2 separate regions of the Mus musculus genome follow, and region 2 is linked to region 1. Evidence: chromatin contacts called from public Hi-C data. All regions are on one chromosome and are shown on one strand. Each heading gives the region's core, a stretch centred on a gene start, on an enhancer-like site or on the middle of the called end of the contact. The rest is flanking DNA. Distances are from core to core; before and after follow the strand shown.

Evidence for each region. Hi-C and Micro-C count contacts between places; a contact is called where the count stands out from the background.
Region 2: a Hi-C map of CD8 T cells shows a contact between it and region 1, with 1.9 times the contacts expected there. The contact joins two enhancer-like sites. A contact is called at or near these places in 2 of 484 Hi-C or Micro-C datasets (CD8 T cells and the G1E-ER4 cell line), 2 of 115 datasets of contacts at active chromatin or transcription factors (large pre-B cells and thymic regulatory T cells) and 1 of 9 other capture datasets (embryonic tail).

The regions. Positions count from the first base shown.
Region 1 is chr12:85,414,052-85,419,379 of GRCm38.p6, reverse strand. All of the region lies in intron 2 of Gm29709 (a long non-coding RNA gene), which reads right to left. Among named protein-coding and RNA genes, the nearest start is that of Gm29709, 8.6 kb to the right of the region's middle. Within about 2 kb of position 1,344, at least 54 of the 459 cell types and tissues checked have an H3K27ac peak or open chromatin away from gene starts, as enhancers often do. A contact at or near this core is called in CD8 T cells, where this site is marked.
Region 2 is chr12:85,658,054-85,663,961 of GRCm38.p6, reverse strand. It overlaps the pseudogene Gm33312. Among named protein-coding and RNA genes, the nearest start is that of Batf, 26 kb to the left of the region's middle. Within about 2 kb of position 2,876, at least 40 of the 459 cell types and tissues checked have an H3K27ac peak or open chromatin away from gene starts, as enhancers often do. A contact at or near this core is called in CD8 T cells, where this site is marked.

The sequences.
Region 1 (5,328 bases), core at 95-2,594:
AACTGGACCACAGCCTATAAGCCAGTCTAATAATTCCCATATCTACCTGTCTCTATCTATCTATCTATCTATCTATCTATCTATCTATCTATCTACCTACCTACCTATCTATCTATCTATTTATCTAAATCTAGACAGACAGACAGACAGACAAAAAGATTCATTCTATCTGTTCTGTTCCTCTAGAGAACCCTGACTAATACAGCCCTGAAAACTCCACATCCCAGGAATAGCTCATTCCTGGGCAAACAGGATGATCGGGACACACAAGCCTTAAAGCTAGATAATAGGCAACCTCAAAACACTACCTTTAAGTGAATCAGACTAGGCCTCTGCCACATCCTCTGGGCATGACTGTGACCCAGACATAGGCCAAGGTCAATAAACTTAGCTGGTTGGATCCAGTCTTTGAAAAGCTTTGATTATTTTTTTTTTTGAGGTTTTTTGAGGTTTTTGGCCTGGAAGCATTTCCTATCATAAAATTCAGTTAGTCGAGGTCATGTTTGGTTCAGGCACTGTTTCTCTAAATTGCTTTTATTGGAGACCCAGCTGTGAAGGGAGAATTTCTAAATGGATGAACCGGATAGCAATATTAAGGAAAATCAGCTTGCTCCATCAAAGCTGAAAAGCCAGTTTGGAAGATGCTGCAACGGTGTAGGGACCACACGGATGATCTATGGCAACTTCTGGGACCTCTTCTGAAGACCGAGGTCCTTGTGTTGTTAGTCAGCATCACAAAGTCCCTTCTGTTCTGTCTTGCAGTTTACAAATAGGAGGGAAAATCAAACAATTTTCATAGATTTTTTTTCTTTTTTAATCATGCTTCAGTCTTTGCCCACTTCTTCTAAGTTGAGGCCCAAAGCTGGCAGTTTGTGGGTCAGTTCAGCCTACAGATGTGTTTTAGTTGGCTAACCAGGTGTTTCGGGGAATGTTTAATTTGTTGCCAGCCCTTAATATGCAGGGGATTTCACATAAAAATCTGAATTTCCTGCTTTTCTTGAAAAAGGAGGTGGGGAGGATCTGAGGCCTTCGAGAGGTGTGATCACTTGGTAGTAGTCAGTGAGCGCTAGGATGGGGCTGCTCTGTGATGCTTCATCCCTACCTGGCTGTTTTCCTTCCCTTTACCTAAGAGACCCAGCCCAAGACTCCATAGAAAATGAGCTTCCACAATACCTCAACTATTAGTTCTGAGCCACTTGTCTTGACCTGTTTCCAGCTCTGTATCCCGACACGTTCCCAAACCTTGCAGGTTCTGACGTCATGACTGATTTCCTGTCTGAGGATCAGACTCATCCCCTCCCCTGGCCGGATGCCTGGCATGGTTCCTCCAGAAACCTGTGTTTCCTGCCAACCCCACCCCTGCCCCTCTAGACCAGAAGACTCACCCAGTTCCCTGCTGCTGGCGGCCGTGCAAACCAAACCACAAGCGTCTCGCTTCCTTTGCCTTCTACATCTGTCCTTGGTCTTCCCGTTCCCTGCTTCTTCTGGACTTTACCTGGTTGCTGACTTTCCAACTCTCTCTGTGTTTCCATCTTTGAAATCATCGCTTGGATTTGACCACAAAGTTCAGTTCTTCTTGTCTTAAACCATGGCCTCTCCTAAAATGCACCTTAAGCTTGGCTTGTGCCTCTTACTTAGAAAACATCAGACTATTAAGGTGGCTCTAGGCCATTGAAATGTATCAAATAGAGCAATGCTGGTTTCCGTAACAAAGGGATCCTACACATTTCAACATCTTAAGCAAATAAGAGTCAAATTATTAAGCTGTCTTAGCCTGAAAATATTCATGTTCCTATTGTTATAACAGAATGAGGGGGACTGAGTCAAGAAAGGGGGTTTATGTGGTCAAGCCTAGAGGCAAGACCAGGGGCACAATGGCACCTTCTGGAAAGGGACAATAGCTACTTCAGTTTATGGCAGACAAGCAAGAGGGCATACAGACACTCGAGTGGAAAAAAAAAAGAGGAGCTGGCTTGGCTTCCAACAACCTGATTTTATAAAAAATAAATTCGTGAGTGTTTGTGTATGTGTGTGGGGTTATATGTACACACCTTTAATCCCAGAACTCAGGAGACAGAGGCAGGCAGATCTCTATGAGTTCGAGGACAACCTGATCTATAAAGCCAGTTCTTGGACAGCCAGGACTACACAGAGAAATCCTGTCTCAACAAGAACAAAACAAGACAAACCATTAATTACTCTAACAGTCTAATCACTTCTTAGAAACCCCACCTGCAACTCCAGCATGGAAGCCATCAAAAATGTCAAAATGAGTAAGTGATTTTTGTTTTGTTTTGTTTTGTTTTGTTTTGTTTTGTTTTGTTTTGTTTTGAGGCAAGTTCTCATGTTGCCCAAGCAGACCTTGAACTCACTGTGCATCTGAGAATGGCTTCAAACACCTTATCCTCCTGCCTCTATATAGGTAAGATTACAGGAGAAGACCACTGCCTCTCCCAGCTCTCTCCATATCAAAAGCATAACAGGAGGCTGCACCCAGGCTCTGGTCAGCTGAGGCTCTACTACCACTGAGGGCCCGAGAAGTCTGTATATTCACTTGGTAGGAAGCAAATCTGAGAGTATGGGCCGTGTCTGTAGCTCAGTGGTGGAGTATTTGCGTAGGCAAGGCCCTCAGAACCACCCCAACACCACACCAGGCAAACACAATCTCATCACCCAGAGAGTATGGTTTGTATTCATCCCGTTATGGTGGTACAAGCCTAAAATGCCAGTACTCAAGAGCCTGAGACAGAAAGATCACTAAGTCTCAAGCTCAGGGCTAGCCTGGGCTTAGTGGAGAGACCCTGTCCAAACAAACCAAAAGGGAGATCATGATGAGTACCTCCCAGCCAGGCAGCGACACATACCACTTTCACTGACACCTCCTTAGTAAAAGCTACTCACATATCCTCACCAGAATGTAAGAGACAGGAAGTATAGTCTACGGTGAGGCTTCCAGTGACATGTCATAGAAGGAAGCTCTGGGTCTGGGTCTTGAGGGGCAGCGCTCCGTTTGAGCAGAGACACCTAGCAGGCTCCCTGGCTGGTGCTACTTCCCATTAGGAGTGGAGAAGAAAGGGTATATTTTCTCCCAGCAATAGAAGTAGTCAAAACTCCATAGCAACTGGCAGAAATTTAGATCAGCCACAGGGGAAAAAGCAAGGTGGGGGACTTTGTAGGCTGTCACAACTGGAAGCTCAGATAGCTGAGGTGGCCTTAAGTATAATTGGATCCAGCACCCAGCATGAGTGTCAGATCTCTCTCCTCTATTCCTGTATCTTCATGTCCATGCTCTCTCCTGCTGCCGAGTCTCCCTGCATGACAGAGACGAGAGCTGACAGCTGCCCTGGGCTGAGTGTTCTGGGCTCTAGCAAGTAAAAGTTCTCCTGCAGCTCCAAGTTTAAATTCTTTTTAATACATTTTTTATTATTAGTGCGTGTGTGTGTGTGTGTGTGTGTGTGTGTGTGTGTGTGTGTTACACATACTGAATGCAGAGGCCAGAGGACAACTTTTTCTCCTACTGCTTTTACATGTGTTCCAGGGTGCCGGGCTTACACAATGACCTGCTGAGCCCTCTCACTGAGGGTTGCTCTGAGTTCTCAAAACCACGGAAAAGACTGATTGGCCTGACAGGGATCAAACATCTCCCAAGAAGGCAGGTAGACTGTGAGTTGCTTTCCTTTACTATCACACTGAAGGACAGGCAAGGACAAGCCCGATAAAGCATTAAACATCTGGCACATGATGCAGACATTTCTGACCCAGACTTTGGCCAGCCCAGAGACCGGTTCTCACTGCCCATCCTGAGAACAGCCCTCTGAAACCAGTGTACAGTCACTCCCCACGATCTTAGTTACAGTTGCAGTTTCTAGAAGAGTGTGACAGCCAGCTTTCCATCATTGTGATAAGTGAGATAGACACCTTAAAGAAGGAAAGGTCTGTTTCTGCTCACTGTCTCAGAGGGCTCAGTCCATCCACAGTCACTTGGCTCCATGTAGCACAGGCTGGCCTGTACTGAGGTGGGATATCACAGATGAATGATATCTGAACAAAGCTGACAGTTGAACAAAGCTGCTCACCTCTTCTCTGCCAGAAGCTCAGAGAGCCAAGCATCCGGGGTCTGGGACAGGAGAAGGCCTTCAAAGTTACTCTCTCCACCTCTTGGTATTTCCACCGCTTTTCAATAACAGTATCTAGGGAGCACGCTTCCAACACACAACTCTCTGAGAAACCATTCCAGATTCAAACTATAACAAAGACTTAGTAAGACCTTTATGATTTTCTAAGGCTTCACCAGAATTGAGCAAGGCCTACTGATTTAAAAAAGCTCCACCAAATGGATATCATTTCATAATAAAATATTATCAGGAAATCCATGGTTTCCAGGCAGGAGTTCAAATACTGAAGTAACTCGTTCATTTCTCCAGCTAAGAAATAATTACTAAGCACCTGTAATGTGCCCAGTTGGTCGTCAGCTGTTACACTTAGTGACACACTTGCTAAGTTCAAGTTCACTGTAAATTCAGACTTACAGACTTTCCTACATAAAGAAACATAGTTGCAGCAAGATGTGGTACCATGAGTAGGAATTCAAAGCACTGTGCTGACAGGCTTGGTGGCCCACAACTATACTCCCAGAGCTCAGGAGACAGAGGTGAGAGACTGCAGAAAGTTCCAAGCCAGCCTGAACTATCTGTCTTCAAAAGCCAATACATAAATAAGTGAACAGACAAATAAATTTGTCCCATAAACAGCAATCCTGCGCCCTGAGCACAGTTCCCAGGAATCCTATGTGCTGTGGGGTTAATCTCCCTGCTGAAACTCATTTGGATTTTATTTTTGATTTTTTGTTTGTTTGTTTGTTTGGTTTTGTTTTAGAGACAAAATTCCCCTGTGTGGTCCTGGCTGTTCTGGAACTCACTCTGTAGACCAGGCTGGCCTCCAACTTAGAGAAGGAGGACTTCTGTCACCCCAGTGCTGGGATTAAAGGCATATGATACCACACTCAGCTTGGTTTCAGGTTTGTTTGTTTGTTTTTTTAAATCAGTTTTGGAGGTTTACATACAAAGTAATGGTTTTCATTGTGACAGTGTCATGCCCTACTTTTTTCTCACTTCCATCCCTGATTGTCCCCTGTGTGCACTTTTCTTTCTAGATTGTTCCCTTCCTTCCTCCCAATTAGTTACCCCTTTTGCTTTCTTACAGCACATACTCCATTATTGTTTTCATTGAACATTGCCCTTAAGATTTCTTCCTGCCCTTTTTTTAGATTTATGATTTCTCACACATATACATGTGTGTATACATACATATACATATATGTATAAAGTA
Region 2 (5,908 bases), core at 1,627-4,126, 240 kb before region 1:
TTGGTTGGTACAGTTCTATGGGCTGGGGTCCTGGGCTGAATAAAGAGAAGAAAAGCTGAGAACAGCACCCACCCCTCTCTGATTTCTGACTGTGGCTGCAGCGTGATGGACTGCAGCCTTGATTCCCCCACAGGGTTGGACAATACAGGTCTGTGAGCCATGGCCACAGGAAAAGCGACTCGGCTCCCCTGCTAGTGGCTGGGGGTGGCACAGTGTGTGTGTGTGTGTGTGTGTGTGTGTGTGTGTGTGTGTTAAATCCCGAAGGCATGCTGGGCGTGGTGGTGCACACCTTTAATCCCAGCACTCAGGAGGCAGAGGCAGGCAGATTTCTGAGTTCGAGGCCAGCCTGATCTACAGAGTGAGTTCCAGTACAGCCAGGGCTATACAGAGAAACAAAAAAATCCCGAAGGCATGATGACAACCCCCCCCCCCCCCCCCCCGGCAGATGAAGGACAGAGAGATGGAGCAATTAGCTTGATACAAAAACGTCTGGGAGTGGAAGGCCAAAGCAGAAACCTCCTCCTACTTCAGGAGAAACACTGCCTTTAGCATTTGGAAAGGTGTGCTTGGTGGACTTCAGCAGTCAGGACCCTAAACAAAAACCAAATGCGGCTCCTCTGTGAGAACGTGGGCTCTCAGCGCCACTACTCAGGCCCTTTCGGGTCTGCAATGAGCTGGGATCTTTTGGAGATTAACAAGATCGACACTTCCACCGGATCTTGAAAAGGGTCACACCCGAGTACCTCACTGAATATAAATGGCCCTCAAACTCGGAAAAGCAAGCCAGTTCTAAGAAACCGGGTTCCTGGGAAACAAAATAGAAATAGAAATAGAAGAAATAGGCAGTTTGAGACAGTAGGCGTGCTGCGGCCCCAGATAGCCACTGGAGGGCAGCAAAGATATTGGTTAGAGGAGGCAAGGCTTTCCCCAGCTCAGAAGGGAATCTTAGCGGGTCTCCAATCTGGCTCAAGAAGCATCCTCTGGACCAAGGATTTAGAGTGGTCCTTAGTGTCGTTGTCAATTACAGAAAGTTGTTTGGGTTTTTGTTTTGTTTTGTTTTTGTTTTGCTTTTATTTATTTACTCTCCATTAGTTTAAATCCGGGATGGGTACAGCATCACACGGATTCTGTGTCCAATGGCCTTTGCAGGAAGGTTGCTTCGGAATTCGACACGAACCATACCACCGTTTCCGTGGGCCCGAGTTACTTTTCCCAGATCACTCTGGGTTTGTTTGGTTTGCCTCCAGGGGTCACTGTATTGTTTTTTGTTTGTTTGTTTGTTTTTTTGGGTTTTTTTTTGTTTTTTGTTTTTTTTGTTTTGTTTTGTTTTGTTTTGTTTTTGCTTTGCTTTGCTTTGCTTTGCTTTATACACATAAGCACATCTCTTGCCTAAGTAGAACTCCGTTTCATCTCGGGCATAAACACCTTCAATTTTAAGAAGAGCTGTGTGCTCTCTTTGGTTCCGGAGACCTGGCTTGTAGCCAGCAAAAATGGCCTTGCACCACAGCCTTCCAGACACACTTGCTTTTAGAAGTCCTGTTCCCAGCAGGCCTCCATAGGCGCCAAAATGGCGGAAAGAGACAGAAAGTTTTGTAATAAGAAATAAGTGAATCAGCTGGGCGTTGGTGACGCACGCCTTTGATCCCAGCACTTTGAAGGCAGAGGCAGGCAGATTTCTGAGTTCAAGGCCAGCCTGGTCTACAAAGTGAGTTCCAGAACAGCCAGGGCTATACAGAGAAACCCTGTCTCAAAAAAACAAAAAAACAAATAAACAAACAAAAAATCAAAGTAGGTGAAGAGAGTATACCCATAGCTCAATCATTGGGGAATTGGAAGCCAGCCTAGACTACTAAACAAGGTGCAGTCTGAAAACAATGTGGAAAAAAAAGGAAGGAAGAAAGGAAGAATGGAAGGGGGCTGGTGAGATGGTTCAGCGGGTAAGAGCAGACTGCTCTTCTGAAGGCCCTGAGTTCAAATCCCAGCAACCACATGGTAGCTCACAACCACCCGTAATGAGATATGACTCCCTCTTCTGGCATGGCTGAAGACAGCTACAGTGTACTTATGTATAATATTAAATAAATCTTTGGGCCAGAGCGAGCAGGGCTGACCAGAGTGAGCAAAGGTCCTAAAATTCAATTCCCAACAAGGTTCACAACCATCTGTATATCTACAGTGTACTCTTTACAAAATAAAAGAAAGAAATGAGCCGGGTGTGGTGGCGCATGCCTTTAATCCCAGCACTAGGGAGGCAGAGGCAGGTGGATTTCTGAGTTTGAGGCCAGCCTGGTCTACAAAGTGAGTTCCAGGACAGCTAGGGCTACACAGAGAAACCCTGTCTCGAAAAACAAAACAAAACAAAACAATTAAACTATTATAATTCTATCATCTAGGGAGACATAAATTTAGATACACACATAACTCGAATTTTTATTTTATAAAACTGACATCAGTCACAATATGCAAATTAGTGATCTGCTTATAAAAACACAACACATGCATCCCCATGTATGTATATGTTTTGTGCCTCTGATGGGTGTGCATAAAACAGTCACCCCAGCGTGTTTTACTTGCTCGCCTTGGACCCCTCAAGGCCAGTGCTTACTGTATCCAGGAGCGCAGAAACGGGAGCAAGGAGGTGTGCGCAGTCAGGAACAGTGTTCTCTCGGGCTGTTGGTGCCTCTGGTGGGTCTGTTTCCTGGGGTCTGTACAGAAGGGAGCTGGGAAGCTTTCTATCTGAAAATACTCCACGGTGTGTGCAGGTGTTTGGAGTTCCGTTGAGTTTCATCAAAATGAGTCACTGAAGGTGTGAACGGGCGGCCAGGTTGAAGGAGTTACCACTTCCTGGTCCCATCCGGAGACACCCTGCACCTCAAACAGAAGCAAGCGCCTTTCACATGGGCTACCAGGCAGAGGCAAACTGAGCCTTTCGCTCTCCAAACCACTTCTTTGCTTACCTCCCCCCCCAACCCCCCAAGCAAAGGCTAAGTTCCTCTAGTCAGCGGCTCGCTGTTGGGTGAGCTTCAAGCCAAAAACCCACTGAAAGTTCAGCCACGCCTGAAGGGAACCTTGAATGACAAGCGAGCCGGTACCAGGTGAAGAGGCCCCACCACCTGCATCCAGGAGCCAGGCTGCCTTATTCACACGGAGAGGGGGGGGGTGTGTGCCATGGCCCCAACAGAATTTATTGTCACATGATTCAGAAGGAGGCCTGTCTGGATTTCAGGCCCTTACATCCTGACTTTCTGTTCTCTGGTAGCAGGGCACCAGACCTTAGCATGACTGACTCCATGATGGAAATGCCATTCAGGCTGTAAAACTCATTGTGAACACACCATCACCTGCCAAAACTAAAACAAAGGCCTAACCCATCAAAGTCCACGGCTCTGGGAAAGTCTCAGAATGTAACTAACCTTACTTTTTAGTTTCTGTAGTTCCACTTCTGGCGAACTGCTCTTGTTAGCTGAAGTATGTCAACCCAAAACATGGGGTTTGTGCTTTAAAAGCCCATCCCAAGAAAGGCTCAGGGCTACACTGGGATCCCGAAAACCCAGTGTTGTCACTGGCTGGCTAATAAAGACTTTCTTTCTTTCTTTTTTCTTTTTCTTTTTTTTTCCCCAGAAACAATGGTGACTTAATCGCTAGGCACAACAACTAGAATCCTAATCTTGTAAGCCATATTCAATCTAAATCTTCTGGTGGCAAATCCGGGTGGATTTACCATATAAATTGGGGGATACTAGTAGCTACATCTTGCCTCTCGATATCCCTGTCCAAAAAGCCTAATAAAGACTTTCTATTGACTTAAATTTGTGTTGGAGCAGTCCTCTCTGGTGACTACCTGACAATGACATGAACTGGTCTAAATGGAGTCAAAGTAAAGATACAGAGAAGTTAATTAGGAAATATCAACTATGCAGTTCAGTGGGAGCAAGAGGAAGGAAGCCAAGAAAGATGATAGCCTTTAGGGCCACAGATGGGAAGATCACCAGGAACTACCACAGTCCCATGACACATAATATATTGTTTTGTTTTGTGGCATGGTCCTATGAAACCCAAGCTGTCTTGGAACTCACAATGTAGCTGAGGATATCCTTAAATTCCTTCAGTGAACAGAGCTAGGAAAAGGCAGAGGCAGGCGGATTTCTGAGTTCGAGGCCAGCCTGGTCTACAAAGTGAGTTCCAGGACAGCCAGGGCTATACAGAGAAACCCTGCCTCGAAAAAACAAAACAAAACAAAACAAAAAAACAACCCTGTGTTTTACAAAAGTGCTGGAACCACAGGCATGCTCCACCATGTCCAATTTATGCAATGCTGGCAAACCAAACCCACAGCTTCATGCAAGATGCCCTCTACCACGTGAACTATTGCCCCAGTCTGTGATGCAATGACATCAGCAGCTTTGCCTTGAATAAAGAGTTAAGGAACAAAGAACATTGAAGGAAGTGCTTTGTAAGCTAGAACACATGTCACTATCTTCTCTTTGGGGGCTTATCATTGTCTCCATGGCAACTGGGCAAGCTTCCCGGTCTGCCTCTCCACCCTATCCATGCCCAAAGGATAACTGCATGGCTTGTCATCTCTGCCCTCTTAGATGGCTTGCAATCACATAAAGATGGAGATCCCCAACCTACAACCTAGCCAAGTTAGGGTGATGGGGTGCAGGTGGGGGAGACAAGGCAGAGGGGAAGAGGCAGCCAAGGGACCCCAGACAGCAGCAGAGGAGTGATCCTCAAAGTCAGGCTCCCCCAGGTGGCTGGCAGCAGGCAGGAGCCCAAGCTGTCACAACTGTTGTACGCAGTCACCCTTCCTTCCCCGACAACCTGACTTCATTCAACCTTTCCTGCTCAAGTAGCCAGACAGTGGGCAGAAGTTCAGGACCCCGGCCTTGACTGAACTCCTTCTCTGTCCCTGACAGGCTCAGCATCTTGGGCCAGGAAGATGACCTCTCTCGACCTTTGATGTACACGTATCATCAGGTTGCACACGATGCTACATGCCTATAATCTCAGCAGTCAGAAGGCTGAGGCAGGAGGATCTCTGGAAGGGTGAGGCCAGGCTAGGCTGTAGTGCAACGGAGTCCCTGTTCCAAAAACCAAAATAAGTAAAGGAATAAACAATTATCTGTGAACTCCCTTGGTGACTGAAGAAAGCCAAGAAGTATACGTGCTCAGTGCATCTGAGTGAGACTCTTCTAAAATGTTACTAAAATGAAGTCGTACACTGACGCACCCTCAATTTGTTTTCTGCCTCTACTACTGGCCTGAAATCTCCTGGGAGGGCTGAATACCCTGCTCTGTGTTTATTTTCCTGTGACAAGCCACGAACTAAGTAGCCATGAGGCCATGGGGGGGGGGGGGGAAACCAAACGGACCTTTCACGGGGATTGCCTAAGACCATCAGAAAACACAGAGATCTCCATGACCGTTCGTAACAGTAGCAAAATTACAGGTATGAAGTAGCAGCAAAAGTAATTTTATGGCTGAGGTCACCACAACACAAAGAACTGTATGGAAGGCTCACAGCATTAGGAAGGCTGAGAGCCACGGCTTTAGGCCCTAAGGAAGTAATACATGAGGCCTTTGATACTTTTAGGGGCATGTGGAAATGTTGTGATTTCTTTCTCTGTATGATGCATGTGTGCGTGTGTGTGTGTGTGTGTGTGTGTGTGTGTGCGAGAGAGAGAGAGAGAGAGAGAGAGAGAGAGAGAGAGAGAGAGAGAGAGAGAGTGCATGTTTTCTGGCATGGGAGAGGGGGAGATCTGCGGGGTAGACACGCCACGGCAACCTCAGGTGTCTGTCCTTACCATCTCACCTTCCACCTTATCTGAGGCAGAGCCTGTTCACTGCTATGTAGGCCGGGCCAGCTGGCCCTCCAGCTTCCAGGGAATCTCCTGTCTCCACTTCC